Regions from separate parts of the Sus scrofa genome. Here region 2 is linked to region 1. A link is a contact called in public HiChIP or PLAC-seq data. All regions are on one chromosome and are shown on one strand. The core of a region is the stretch at or near the end of the contact, and the rest is flanking DNA. Distances in the headings are between cores, read along the strand shown.

Region 1 (7,358 bases), core at 3,398-5,897:
GAAGGTGCCAGATGTGAGGAGGCCTGAACTAGGAGACAATGGAAAGAGAAAGGAGGTGGAGGAGCTCTCGGGTGGCTCAGCAGGCTAAGGATCCGGCATAGTCACTGCAGCGGCTCAGGTTACTGCTGTGGCATGGGTTCGATCCCTGGCGGGGGAACTTCTGCATGTCACAGGCATGGCCAAAAAAAAAAAAAAAAAAAAAAAGTAGAGATGGAATTCCCGTCGTGGCTCAGTGGTTAGCATATCTGACTAGGAACCATGAGGTTGTGTGTTCGATCCCTGGCCTTGCTCAATGGGTTAAGGATCTGGCGTTGCTGTGAGCTATGGTGCAGGTTGCAGACACGGCTCGGATCCCTCGTTGCTGTGGCTGTGGCGTAGGCCAGCGGCTGCAGCTCTGATTAGACCGGTAGCCTGAGAACCTCCATATGCTGCAGGTGCAGCCCTAAAAAGACAAAAAATTAAAAATTAAAAAATAGAGAGAGAGGGAAAGGAGGCAGAGATAGGATCTGAAGGCGGTGAAGCTTAGAAGCAGCATCGGCTCTGGGAAGGGCAGCAAACGTGGTCTCAGCTGGCTTGGCACCTAGAGTGTCAGAAAGTGAGGGTGGGGACGTAGGGTCATTTGGACAGAAAATGTCCCCGTTCTAAATTGTTACCTTTTGAATCTATGTGTATATGAAAAGAAGAAATGCAAAGTAATTTCAGACCTAATGATTCGGAGGGGGAAAAAAAAAGATAAAGCTAAATGTGTTTCAACGGACACTCTCAAGAGTCCAAAGATGGCTCTATGGAGGTGTTCTTGCCCAGTGACCCTGGGAGTGACAACTCAGGAGAGGGCTACCACTGTGTGTTTTGTTCGCCTAGGGCCAGGAAGGAATACTGGGAGAATCTTCGGATAGCCTCCGGCAGGCCATACAACCCTTCCATGTCAAAGCCGGATGCCTGGGGAGTGACCAAAGGCACAGCTGAGCTGATGCAGCAGAAAGAAGCTACTACGGAGCAGCAGCTGAGAGAGCTCTTTGAAAAACAGAAATTCCCATCTGCCCAGTAGCCTCAGCCAAGCCCGTTTTTAGTGACTTCCCCTATGTTCAGACCACAGTTCCAAAAAATAAAGATGGTTTAAAGGCAATGCTTATGGGAATGCCAGCCTATGCATAAGATTCATACAAGCGGCACACAACAGTCACAAATTACACCTGACAGTGTTTTAAAGTATAAATGTCGAATGTGGAGGCAAAATAAGTGAGAAGCAAATCTTAAACAGGTTTACTAAGCACCCAGCATGTACACGGCATTAAGGAAGTCACTGTGGCCAAGGAAAAATAATTTAGACATTAGTCCCTCTTCTAGACGTTTGCAGACTTCAAAGGGCGATGAGAAGTGAGGTGTCTTGAATGGTTCAGCAACCACACAGCCACAGACAAAGGGCTATATAGGAAAGTGACTTCCAAGATCGTTTGACCATGACCCCTTCATAAGAAACTCAATTTATATAATGACCCAGTAAAACACACATTGAAGTAAAATGTGATCCATGCAGGTATTTTCTATTTCCATTCCATTCCTATTTCACTAATAAAATTATGCTGGTAGAGGCCCTTCTAGTTGATTTTGTGACCCATTAGTGGGTTCTGACCCACAGATTGAAAAACACTGCTATGGGGACACTTCAGATATGGGGACTTTTCTATTTCTTTAAGTTTCTTCTTAGAAAATCAGTCCTATGGGATCTGATCGGTAAGCATCCAGAGCTCAGAGTCCTGCTCTCAGAGTTAAAGAGTTGTCCCCTCCCTTTCCTGACCCATCTGTACTACGAAGAAGCATTCAGACCAATGGGGAGGCCAAGAAGGGACAGTGCCTAGGTTCTCTCTGTCCTGCTCCAGGATGGATCCACCTCAATGCCTCCAATCAGTTAAGACTGGGGAGCAGTGGGCTTGCGTCACTTTGGTAGCTTTTTTAAAAAGAATAATAACGAAAAAGAGATACTCAAAAGCCCATCTGGGTTTCCAAGATCAAGAACTACATTTTAACCTGAAAGTTCAAGCCTGGGTTATGTATGACCATTAGAATAAACATGGCTACTCAGTGTACTAGGAAAGAGTTCATGTGCCTTTCCAAACATTCTTGGGTTGGTGTAGCTGTTTTGAAATTATAATTTCTTGAGCTATTAAAAAAGAGCAGTGAGACTATCTTGGTTGTTTTGGAGTCTTATTTCTGTTTTATAATTTGCTAAGGCTTGCATGCAATTCCTACACCTCAATCTGCTTTAAAAGTAAGACTACCTTCCTGCTTCACAAATCTGCTAGAGTTTTAAAGAAGAAGGCAGCAGTACTTAAAGGGATAAGAAACTTCCAGAATTTGGAGTTCCCGTCGTGGTGCAGTGGAAATGAATCTGACGAGGAGCCATGAAGTTGTGGGTTCGATCCCTGGCCTCGCTCAGTGGGTTAAGGATCTGGCGTTGCCGTGAGCTGTGGTATAGGTCACAGATGTGGCTTTGATCCTGCACTGCTGTGGCATAGGCCAGCAGCTGTAGCGCCAATTAGACCCCTAACCTGGGAACCTCCATATGCCGCGGGTGCAGCCCTAAAAAGACAAAAAAAAAAAAAATTTTAATTTTTTAAAAAGAAACTTCCACAATTTTTTTACTAAGAGAATCAAAATTCCACCTCTTTATCCTTCAGTTCACAGAAAGAGAACCAAAGCAGCACAACCTGCGGAGGCAGCATAGGGGTGAGGTGAAATAAGAAGAGTGATTGTCACTTTTATTTTTAACCAAGTTGCTATCTACCATTCCTCATCCCCAATCAGGTTCAGTATTTAATACTTTCATTTATAGGTGATAGAAACTTTACTCGATCTATTTCTCTGCTATTGTGTAGGATGCATGCCCCGTTAATATTCTTTTCAGAGCTTTTATTGCCATACAAAACACCGTAACCTCTAGTCATTCTTATACCCTTTGATTAAAAAAAAAAAAAATTTCCATTGCCAAGGGGTAGCGGGAAGGCAGTGTGACCGACTGGGAGTTTGGGGTTAACAGATGCAAACTCTTACATTTAGAATGGGAGTTCCTGTCGTGGCTCAGTGGTTAACGAATCCGACTAGGAACCATGAGGTTGCAGGTTCGATCCCTGGACTTGTTCTGTGGGTTATGGATCCAGCATTGCTGTGAGCTGTGGTATAGGTCACAGACATGGCTCAGATCCCACGCTGCTGTGGCTGTGGTGTAGACCGGTGGCTACAGCTCTGATTAGACCCCTAGCCTGGGAACTTCCATATGCCGCGGGAAGGGGCCCTAGAAAAGGCAAAAAGACAAAAAAAACAAAACAAAACAAAAGAAAAAAGAATGAATAAGCAATGAGTTCCTCCTGGACAGCACAGGGAGCTATATCGAGTCTCTTAGGATAGACCATGATGGAAGATAATATAAGATAAGGGAATTTATATATATATATAGATATATATATATATGAATGACAGGGTCACTTTGCTTTACAGCAGAAATTGGCACAACATTGTAAATCAATAATAAAAAATTTTTAAATATCTCCCTCAAAACTAAACTTAGTGGATACACTGCAATGAAATTATATGTCAACACTGCCTCCTAGTGGCATATTTCCATATTTTGCAAAAATTTTTTGAAATTCAGCCTCTCCACCAAATAAATGAATTCATTTCCAGAAATCTTGTTCACTAAAATACGAGCCTCACTCAGTACCTACATGTTTCTTTGTGTTAAGTGGACATTTCTCAATGGCAAAGGTATTTTTACAGAATGCAAGCCAGAGAGATTTTAGAGATCGAGTCCAAACTTTTTGCTTTTTAGGGCCGCGCCTGTGGCATATGGAAGGTCCCTGGCTAGGGGTCGAACTGGAGCTACAGCTGCCAGCCTACACCACAGCCACAGCAACAGCAATCCCCAACTCACTGAGCAAGGCCAGGGATCGAACCCACATCCTCATGGATACAAGTTAGATTCGTTTCCGCTGCGCCACAACGGAACTCCCTAACTCTCTTTTAAAGATGAGATTACTGGGGCAGGACACCAAGTGAAGAAGGGCTTCTTAGTCCACGGCTGCCAGCAAAGATGGCTTTAGCTTATCATTTGAAGAAGGAGAGTGGAACCAAGACAGATCATTCACAAAACCGAGTGTATCTTCCTGCCAAGTCAATGTAAACTCAAAGAATAAACTGTTTGCAATTTATGACCTTATACTTATTCACAGTGTAGTAAGGAACCTTGCCAACGCAGAGCTGTAATGGAGACAGACTGGACAGGAAGGGATCAAAAGCGTCAGTTCCCAACTTCTCCAGAAGGGGGCAGCAAGTCACCAGCTGGGAAGGCCAGAGACGCTCTATTTTGCTTTGAACTTCAGCAAGACCATCTGAACAAACTGTAACATTAAATGGCAGAAATATCTGTAGCTCTCTTTCTTTGGACCAGTTTTTCCCTAAGATACATGGATCTTTGAATCACATCCTGAACAACTCAGCCAGCAACAAAAGCCTTATCTGTCTCCAACCAGATCCTGTTTGGGGTTTTTTATTGTTTTTTGTTTTTCTTTCCCAGAGATCATTTTCCCCAGCTTTGAGCACATGGGCCAGCTGAGTGCATTTCCGGAATAGCCTCCCTGTTAGTAACATCCCCTCAGCCAGTCCGGAACCTTCCATGTGTTACTTGCCAGGCAGACAATCCTGATGCTCGCACAGTCCAGGAGGAAGGAGTCCATGTGAAGAGAGAAAAACAGAGGAGCCCAAGAAACCGTCTGATAGCGTGTTCAACTGCAGTGAGAGACACCCAGGCCCCGTGTTTCTAAACAGCTTCAGGAACAAATGCAGGGTTGGTGTTTGAACAGAAAATGACTGAAAGGCGGCCAAACACAGAGCCTTCGCACAGATGGTGACAGGAAGGGCAGGGTCATTTGGCAAAAACTGGTGGGAGTGAGGGGAAAAGAGCAGCCAGAAAACGCTTCCCGTTTTCAAGCAGCTGGAGGCATTCTGTTGGCCTTAGATGGACGACAAAAGAAGGGATGGGAGGTGAGAGAGACACATGTCAGCATCTGTGCTGCTGTGAGCTTCAGAAATCATGCCCAACCATTCGAGCACAGCCAGACACAAGAGGTTAATTTACATGCCGCCAAATTCTACACACCATCATTTTTATCTCAGGGTTTGACTGAGAGAGGTGCTCTTATGTAAATTTTTACAGGAAGTATGTTTTCCGGGGAAACATGCAGCACGCTTTTAACAGAAATTGATTTGGCCCGATGTCTCAAATATTTTTTGCATCATCCCATAGAGGCAAACTGCTAATGTACCGAGTAAAATTATTCCTATTTGTTCCTTCAAGCAGGTTCAGCGAGACCCTCTATTTGGCCCCATTTTGCGGGTTTATTTATTTATTTTTTTGTCTTTTTGCCTTTTGTAGGGCTGCTCCTGCAGCATATGGAGGTTCCCAGGCTAGGGGTCAAATTGGAGCTGTAGCTGCCGACCCACGCCAGAACCACAGCAACGCGGGACTCAAGCAGCGTCTGCGACCCACACCACAGCTCAGGGCAATGCCGGATCCTTAACCCACTGAGCAAGGCCAGGGATCTAACCCACAACCTCATGGTTCCTAGTCAGATTCGTTAACCACTGAGCCTCAACGGGAACTCCTTGAGGGTTTTTTTGTTCCAATTTACTACATGGCCTTGAAAGGAAAAGGCTGAGTGTCTTTGGAAACAGTTCAAACTTTCCCCCCAGGTCAGCCTGGCCATCATCCTGCCAATTACTTTGACTTAATGACATTTTAGTGTTCTTTGCAAAAGTTAATGCCTCAACACATGAACAGGCTTAGTGGAACGCAGCCATCGTCCCCCAAAACCCTAGTGCAACATTGTAGAAAAAGCCATGAATGAATTGAGAAAAAGCAATGAATGAATTTCGAATCAGGAATTTGGGGTGCAAAGCTTGTCCCTACCTCACTTTGCAATGTTGGATACCTCACCCCGCTTCTCTGAGCTTCGATTTGCTCATCTGGAAGATAACAAAATCTCTAAGACCTTGCTTAAAAAACTTCACAATTTTATGTGTTTCTAACTGGACGGTGCACAGGAGCATTAGCCACCTCATTGTCAACAAATATTTACCAAGTGCCACCGGTAGTATGTTTCCAGAAGACTTCATAGTTTATTCATTATTCCCCTGGCTACACTGACAGCAGACTCAAACAAATAACACTGTCCAGAGGGCAGGGAAAACGTTATTAGGCTAGACTCAGCGTGGCACTGGGAAGGGAAATTCATTCTTCCCCACAGGTACTGTATCCTAGGGAGACTTGGGCCTGTGGTTTTTCATATTATAAACTACCTCCGTTCTCAGGACTCAAGAGTTCTTTGCAGGCTTGCATAAGCATAAGCTTTGGAAGTTCTAGAATCCATCCAGTGGGTACTTCTGGTATGGAGGTCTTCGGCTCCTTAAGAAGGAGAGAACAGTCTGCTCCCTGTTATAAGGTGCTGGAGTTTGGGAGCTAGACGTCTCAGAATCTTTTCCTTCCATAACACCATCCCCGGAAGCTTGATGATGGCCAGATTTATCCCTCCAGCCTGGACCACCCCAAGAACGTGCACTTGACCTCACCCTGACCTTTCGATCCAAGCCAGTCCCTGTCGTGGATCTCAGGCAGAGTTCTCCCAATCTGGGCCTCGTCTGCCTGGGTTCTGGTCACCAGAGACCCCTTCCTTGACAGTTCCCATGTCCCTCTATAGTGGCTAGGGCTGCTCAGGGCCAGCTATGCCATCCGGGAGCAGTGCCCCCAGCCTGCACAGATCAGTATGGGACCCAGTCCTGGCTTCTTCCCTTCCGGATGTTCAGTGACCCTTCACACCTCCTTTCCATGTCCCCTACTTCCACCCCCGTCTGGCATCAACCAAGTGCCCCAAGCAGCCCTGGGACCCTTGTTGGCCTTGGTTCCAGGGGGAGCACCTGGTGACAGGAGCCTCCCACTGGCCGGTGCAGTGCTTCTGTCCTGGAATCAGGCGAGACCGGGTTGCTCAGTACGGAGCTGACTTTGTCTGATGCACGCCAGACAGAGGTCAAGTTCAGGGCTCTGGGCCACCAAAAGTCCACTGTCAACCTTTGCTTTGAGCATCCTCTGGGAGCCCACATAGGTTCTTCTCTGGAGCAGTTCTGGCCTCAGCTGCCCATAGGTCACAGCCCCAGAGGGCAACAGTGGGGCAACAGGTGATTCTTTTTTCTTTTTAGGGCCCCACCCGTAGTACATGGACATTCCCAGGCTAGGGGTCGAATTGAAGCCAGAGCTGCCAGCCTACGCCACAGCCACAGCCACATCAGCTCTGAGACGCATCTGTGACCAA
Region 2 (7,358 bases), core at 3,387-5,886, 220 kb after region 1:
TTCCTCTTTACAGCTTCTTCATATATTCCTTACACCATCCAGTATATTAGAATACGCTCCATGATTTCAGCTGATAATGAATTCTAGAGTGTCCTGAAGGAAGTCCTATATGTGAACAATCTCAGTTGTGGTCAGTCCTTACATATAATTTTAAATACTTGGCATGCTTTTGCAATTTTGCAAAAGCAATGTTCCTTACTTTAAGCCACAACTCTTAAGATATCACGTTCCTCCCGCACAGGCTGATTTTAGCAGTGATGAATACCTTGGGATTAATTCTGATACCAAAAATTTAACTTAGCATTTTACATTTTCAGAATACTTGTTTCAAAAAAAAAAAAAAAGTAGGGAGTTCTCTAGCTGCTACTTTGGTCCTTTTTTACAGGTATAGTTTTGATAGTTTCGCATTAACTGTTCACAAAGAAGTTATTTAGCTGGAGACACCAATGAGTCAGAAGAGATATTGAAATACCACTATGATCTCATGTCTGAATGCTGGAATAAGGGCAAAATAATTCTTTATTCTTGTGACTGTTTGGTAAAGTTTCCCTTCAAAAAGGACCAGCTGGTTTCCTGTTGGCTTCAGATCTAGAAGTCAGATGAGGGAGTTCAAAACACTCCAAAAACATCATTTGCAAGGTTCCTTAAACTGGAATTTTATTGTTTACTTTTAACTAAAGTCATCAAATTAGGTATGTAAAATCTAGAAGAAAAAGTACTTCAAAAGGACTATCTAACAAAGAGACTCTAACAAAGTAAGAGTCAGATGCATGAGCAAGAGACTTATTCACTTGCAGAGTGAATCCTATACCTGAATCATCAGTTATAGGAGTGAAGAAAAGTGGCCTCTCTCTCATGACTCTGGGACCTAGGATCCACGATAGGAGTCTCTGGAATGGCAGCTCCTTGAATATACTTCCTAAGTGTGTTCATTATGTAGAACTGTGAAAAATATCCAGATAAGCTTTTAAAAGAGGATTTAAGAATAGGTTGCAATAGGCTTACTTCTCTACATTAAGCTCAGCATTGGTAGTGAGGCTATTCCATAACTATGAAAATAAGAGGGCTGATGTAAGCATCCCATAATACCACCTTGTCTCAGGACCTGCCTGTTGTTTCTTGCCATACTCCCCCTGCTCCACATCTGTGAATGCACAAGCAGCCTTCATGGTCTTCAATCTACTTGTATGCCACTTTCTGGGCTAGGTGTTCTCATGCCACAGCCTGCTGGCCCCAAGCTAGCTCCACTGAGAAACAAATGCGTTCTTCAACAGTTTGGGGTCTAAACCTGTGCTTCTTAATACAGAGTAAGTTATCTTTTGAATGCAAAGAAACTGCACTTAAATAGAAACAGTAACTTTTAATTGTTTAAAAAAATATAATATACTAGAATACATTGTATACAGCATAATATAAAAAGATTTCTCTACTAGATAGAGCATTTTACAGTATACAAAAGGATTTTTCTGCGAGATGTAGCTGAAAGCCTCAATTTGCCCAAATGCTTAATAAGGTGCCTCTCAAGGCTTATTGTAATTTTGGCACCTTCCTTACCCTTAGGTTTATCCTTGGAGCCTTCTTATCAGATGTTCCCATATTGCTCTGTTCCTTACCCTCCTTTTGGCACCTGCTTCTACAGGCTACCTCCTCTGACCCTTGCTTTAAATGTTTGCCTTGATAATCTCCCAAGTCTTACTTTCTAGCTCAGATTCCTTCTCTGCCTCACAATCCATTATCTTGGCACAGAGCCTGGTGTGTTTGGATTTACATACAATACAGAAACTGATGGCTGGTGGTAAACAGATGAAGACATGTTTGCCAATAAAGTTTTAAAGACAGCCCTGGGTGAACTAGAAATCACATAGTTTAGAAATCACAATGTTTAGAACTGAAATGGAATTTAAGTATTAAAGCTTTCAATAAACAGTGACTTGGAAGGAAATCTCAGAGAAAAGAGTTGTAGTAGTTTTTAAAGAAACACTGTATCAACAATGTTACTGATATCCCCCCAAACATCATACTGGTTGAAAAAATGGACATAAACTACAGTCAAAAAGTGAGTCAGAGCAGTTAGACTCTGAATCTGATGAAATTATAGGGACATCTTAAACTATTTATTTTACATGTATTACATATGAACAAAAGCATTACATAGATATAGTAACATCTATGTCTAAATATATCAGAAAGAGCTATTACGGTAACTGACATTTTTTCTTTGGTTATATATAAATAATAGTGTCTTATCAAAGGCATCTGAAATCAGATCAAATACAAAATTTTACCTAGTTAAAAAAAAAGTGAATTAACTCAATGTTATATATACATCAGTTATATCTCAATTAAAAAAAAAAGGTGTAGGCTCAGGAGTTTGTTTAAATGGTTCACATCATGGGTCTAGCCATTTGCTAGTTACAGGACCGTGGGCAGGTTATTTAACCTCACTGGGTCTCAGTTTCCTCATCTGTAAAATTAGGATTAATACTACCTTTCCTCACTGATTTTGAGGAATAAAGAGCCCCAATAAAAGTACCTTTGAATAAAGCACATAACAGACACTCAAATGTTAGCTAGTATCTTCCACATATGTACAAGCAATAAAGAATCCTGAGAGAATCTTCAGTGAGATACAAAGCTAAAAAGATTTAACATGGAATATTTTAAGGGAGATATGTTTAGTTAGTGATATAAATAACTTAAATAAATATAACAAGTGAAACCACATCATGATCTCTGCCGTCATCCTTAGGAACTATGGATGTATTATTTATAAGCTTAAACCTTCCGTGTAGACCTCAGAATAAATTTATCCAGTTAATGAAGGACTGAGAAAATTAGTTAAAAATTATTCTCATAAAGTGGTAAGCTTGACTTCTTATTTTGAGGGGTGAGAAGAGAAGGTGAAATCTGAATTATGCTATGTTTAACATAATGTACTTCGATGCAGAATTTTCCATTTGACTTTGAGGACACAAAAAGTCTAGCTCTACCCCCACTTTCAATCACTAAAATGGAGGGGCCCCTAACCACACTCAAAAGAAGCCCTTAGAAATCCCCTAGCTTCCATGACTGTGCTCCCAGCAGTAACAGAAGCATAGCTCTATGCCAAAGAAGCTCTCATTAGAGATGGCTCTGAACACAATATCCGCTAACATCTGCGCACTGCCTGCCTGGCACAGCGTGTTCTGTGGTTTTTGCCATGTGTCTTAAGGTAGCTGTGGCCAAGGAATGGAGATATAAGGAGAAGGGGCCAAGAAAGTCCCAATTTCATTTTCGCATTTTACTCACTATAACTCCTTACCTCTAAAACCTTTAAAGAAATTTCCTTTAAAAGTTTAAAGCAGCCTATTCTCTTTAAAGGAGGAGGTGCGGATACCAACTTCTTGCTCAAAGACAGTTATCTGTGAAAGGATCAAATTACAGGTGTTTGTTTAAAATATTTTAATCTAAATCATACTTTCTCTACCATCAGTGAATTTGGAGCACTGGGTGCTGAATATAAGAGAAGGAAGTAAAAAGATATTTAGTGGGCCTACTGCTAGTTCACAAATGAGAAAAGAATTTAGTCAAGGTGATACTGTGAATTATGCATCTACTACCTTCATGCAAATCAGCATTTGTGTTGGTTTCCCTCTTATAAAAGCTGATTAGTAACTTTAACACTTTCTTTGGAAATTTATGCACAGCATGATCCTATCAGGGAGATGTCTTCAGGGAAACAGCCTTACATACTAAGAATTATGTTTCTCTTATCTCTTATGAATATACATCTACCTTTTACAAAGAGTGAGATCAATTAATTTGAAGCCTATCCCTTTCATTTACACAGGAATAGCATTATAATCATCATACTTCAGTCAAGACAGAAATTAATATTTTTATCTGTCTATTCATAATTTCACTGAGTTTTAGAGGCTAAGATGCCTCTGTTTGCTTGCAAAGTAGGTCATTTAAGGAAACATCCAAACAATACTAAATATCATGCTGATATCTGGTATCATGATATTTAGTAGTGTTTGGGAAAAACATTATAAATAAAATAGAAATCACTCTCAGCACTGACAGAATGGAAAAGATACCATTAACAAAGATTTTGCAAAAGCTAAAATTGAGTGGAAATACATAGATAATTATACAGTAAAAATCTGTTTCCAATTTCTTGTCATTTTTTAAGAAACCAACTGTAATCAATAATTTAATTCATCATAACTTGACACAGAATTTTTTGCACTTCAGTTTAAATTTGTTTTTAAAGATAAGGATGGAGTCAAAAGACATAACTTGAAATTACTTAAAAGTTTGAGTTATAGTATGGACAGAATTTTACTTGCAACTACTACTGTCTTTTAGTTGAGGCAGATCATTGTTACTAACTTCATGTATTTAATGTATATGTGAGTTATGTAAATAATACGCAAAAGAAGGACCCTGATCAAAAGCATTTTGGAAATTAACTTTTAAAAGGAGGAGATGATGATACGTGAATATAGCTCAGAATTAATAATAGCTTAGTCCACTACTGACTCACTGGCTATTATCAAGAGAGGCTTTTTAAAAATTTTCCTTCTAAAGCCTGCCTAGTCAGCCTGGATGGAAGCCAAAGTAACTCCAAGAACCAGCTTTACTGGCCAAGCTGATGAAGACTGGCTGTACTCCAACTCCAGATTAGTTCAGCAAGAGTCACCACTTTAGCAATAGGAAGATGATACAACTAAAATCACTGTCAGCAGGATATTTGCCTTGTGTTGTTTTTCCAGGAAGGGTGACAGATTTGAACATATCCATCTCATAAACTAATTTTCCCTTGTTAGCACCTCTTTTATAATCTGTGATATTGAAAGAGTTTTTGTTTGTGTGAAGCTATTGCATACCATACCAAGATGAGTGACGTGGGCTTCATTTAAACCATGCTTAAGCAACTGAATTAACTAATGCAGACTCTTAAATCCAAATGCTATAATGCATGGGGACTTTCTGCCTTCTACGTAACAGCAACAGAGCTACAACTTGAATCAAGACTCCTGCCTTAAGGTTTTTGCAACTAAACTATAATGTCATTTTTGACGTGTGTTATTCCTCTGCTCTATTATTTACAATAGGCTATATGCAGTCATACATAAGGGTACTAACAACACCATGAAGGTAACTACTTTTCAACCAGCTTACAATGTAGATTAATAACGATCAATAATTATCAGATTATACTAATCAGAAATGAAATGAAATGTGAAAGCTAAAATCAAATCCTTGCAGAGTCTGTAAATGATGGATTAAATAGATTAAAGTTATTGTTCCAAAGGCCTTTGAATTAGAGCAAAATTTGCAAAACACATTTTGAAATGGTTATAAGTATGGATTGGCTAATAAAGCAGGATCTATATTTCTTTGTGAGGATATGAAAACAGTAGACATCTGTGTTACTAAATAACTCAAAAATCAAGTCTTTATATTATGGTGATGGTCGACTCCATGTTTTACTTATATTTACATGTAAAAGTAAATAATTCTGTAAAACATATGAATGTGAGTATCTGTATAATTATTTCAAGGGCTTTCTATTACTATCTGCTCTGTTGTTTTCTATAAATAAATACAGATTCTACTAAAGCTAGGCTCTTAGCAGTAAAATATGAGGTTTACTTGGTTTATTACTTTCAGAAGATCACCACAAATTACATATCCCAAGATGCACAGGAGCTTTTATCATATATGTTGTATTTGCTTATAGCAGTAAACTCCTTGTACAAATATTTTATTTTATAAGCTTGATTAATGACTTTTTTTTGTCTTTCAACTAGTTAAGTTATATCTCTATGACTGTTACTCATTTAGAAAAAAAAATTAAAGACCTACGATCCCATGTTCACTGCATTATTCATTAATAGCCAAGCTATGGAAACAACCTAAGTGTCCACCAATGGATGACCAGATAAAGATGTGGTACATACACACAACATATTATTCAGGCATGAGAAAGGATATCCCGCCATTTGCAACAACATGAATGGATCTTGAGGGCATTATGCTGAGTGAAATAAGTCAGAAAGAGTAAGACAAATACTGTATGCTATCACTGATATGTAGACTCTAAAAAAGCTGAATGCATAGAAACAGAGACTACAATGGCAGTTACCAGGGGATGGGAGAGGTGGGGGGAAAGGGATTGAGATGTTGGTCAAAGAGTACAAACTTCTAGCCATTAGATGAATAAGTTCTGGGATCTAATGTTCAGCAGGTGGTTAGAGTTAATAATACTGATTTATATATACGGAAGTTGCTAAAAGTAGATTTTAAATGTTCTCACCACAAAAAAGAAACAGTAATTTACAATAGGTGTTAGTTAACCCAATCATTTGAGTTATATAAATGTATCAAATCAATACATTATACACCTTAAACTTATTAAATGTTATATATCAATTACATCCTGGCCCAGGGGTTGAAGAGGAGCTGCAGGCCTATGTCACAGCCACAGCCAAGCCAGATGTGAACCATATCTGCGACCTAGAGAAGCTTGCCGCAACACTGAATCCTCAACCCTATGAGTGAGGCTAGGCATCGAAGCTGCATCTTCATAGATAATACGTCAGGTTCTCAACTCACTGAGCCACAATGGGAACTCCTATCAATTGTATCTTAAACCAGGAAAAAATACTTAGGAGACACTCCACATAAATATGTATCTGGAAAGCTAGCCCCCAGGCTGTTTTTTCAATTATATTAAAATGACATACCCACAAGCCTATGGACAATTAATCTTTGACAAAGGAGGCCAGAATATACAATGGAGAAAAGAGAGTCTCTCAACAAGCGGTGTTGGGAAAGCTGCATATAAATCAATGAAGTTAGAAGACACCCTCATATCATCCACAAAAACAAACTCAAAATGGCAAATATAAGAAAAAACACTATAAAACTCCTAGAAGAGAACATATGTAAAACATTCTCTGACATAAATTGTACAAATGTTTTCTTAGGTCAGTTTCCCAAAGCAATAGAAATACAAGCAAAAATAAACAAATGGGACCTAATCAAACTTATAAGCTTTTGTAAAGCATTGCAAACCATAAACAAAATGAAAAAGCAAACTATAGACTAGGAGAAAATATCTGCAAAAGATGTGACTGACGAGGGCTTAATTTCCAAAATATAACAACAGTTCTTATAATTCAATAACAACAACAACAAAACAAAAACCCAAACAAGTCAATCAAAAAATGGGCAGAAGACCTCAACAGACATTTCTCCAAAGAAGACAGACAGATGGCCAATAGGCACATGAAAAGATGTCCATCATCACTAATTGTTAGAGAAATGCAAATCAAAACTACAGTAAGGTACCATCCCACACTGGTCAG

What was found. HiChIP or PLAC-seq counts read pairs in DNA pulled down with a chosen protein or histone mark.
Region 2: an H3K27ac HiChIP or PLAC-seq map of skeletal muscle shows a contact between it and region 1, with 2.5 times the contacts expected there. The contact joins two enhancer-like sites. A contact is called at or near these places in 1 of 47 Hi-C or Micro-C datasets (heart right ventricle) and 1 of 2 datasets of contacts at active chromatin or transcription factors (skeletal muscle).

Annotation. Positions count from the first base shown.
Region 1 is chr2:87,933,069-87,940,426 of Sscrofa11.1, forward strand. It overlaps BHMT (betaine--homocysteine S-methyltransferase), which reads left to right. Exons shown (of 8, transcript NM_001200042.1): 8 at 862-2,184. The coding sequence ends at 1,048. Among named protein-coding and RNA genes, the nearest start is that of BHMT, 26 kb to the left of the region's middle. Within about 2 kb of position 4,648, at least 30 of the 83 cell types and tissues checked have an H3K27ac peak or open chromatin away from gene starts, as enhancers often do. A contact at or near this core is called in skeletal muscle, where this site is marked.
Region 2 is chr2:88,151,740-88,159,097 of Sscrofa11.1, forward strand. The region is part of intron 5 of HOMER1 (homer scaffolding protein 1); the gene reads right to left. Among named protein-coding and RNA genes, the nearest start is that of HOMER1, 98 kb to the right of the region's middle. Within about 2 kb of position 4,637, at least 8 of the 83 cell types and tissues checked have an H3K27ac peak or open chromatin away from gene starts, as enhancers often do. A contact at or near this core is called in skeletal muscle, where this site is marked.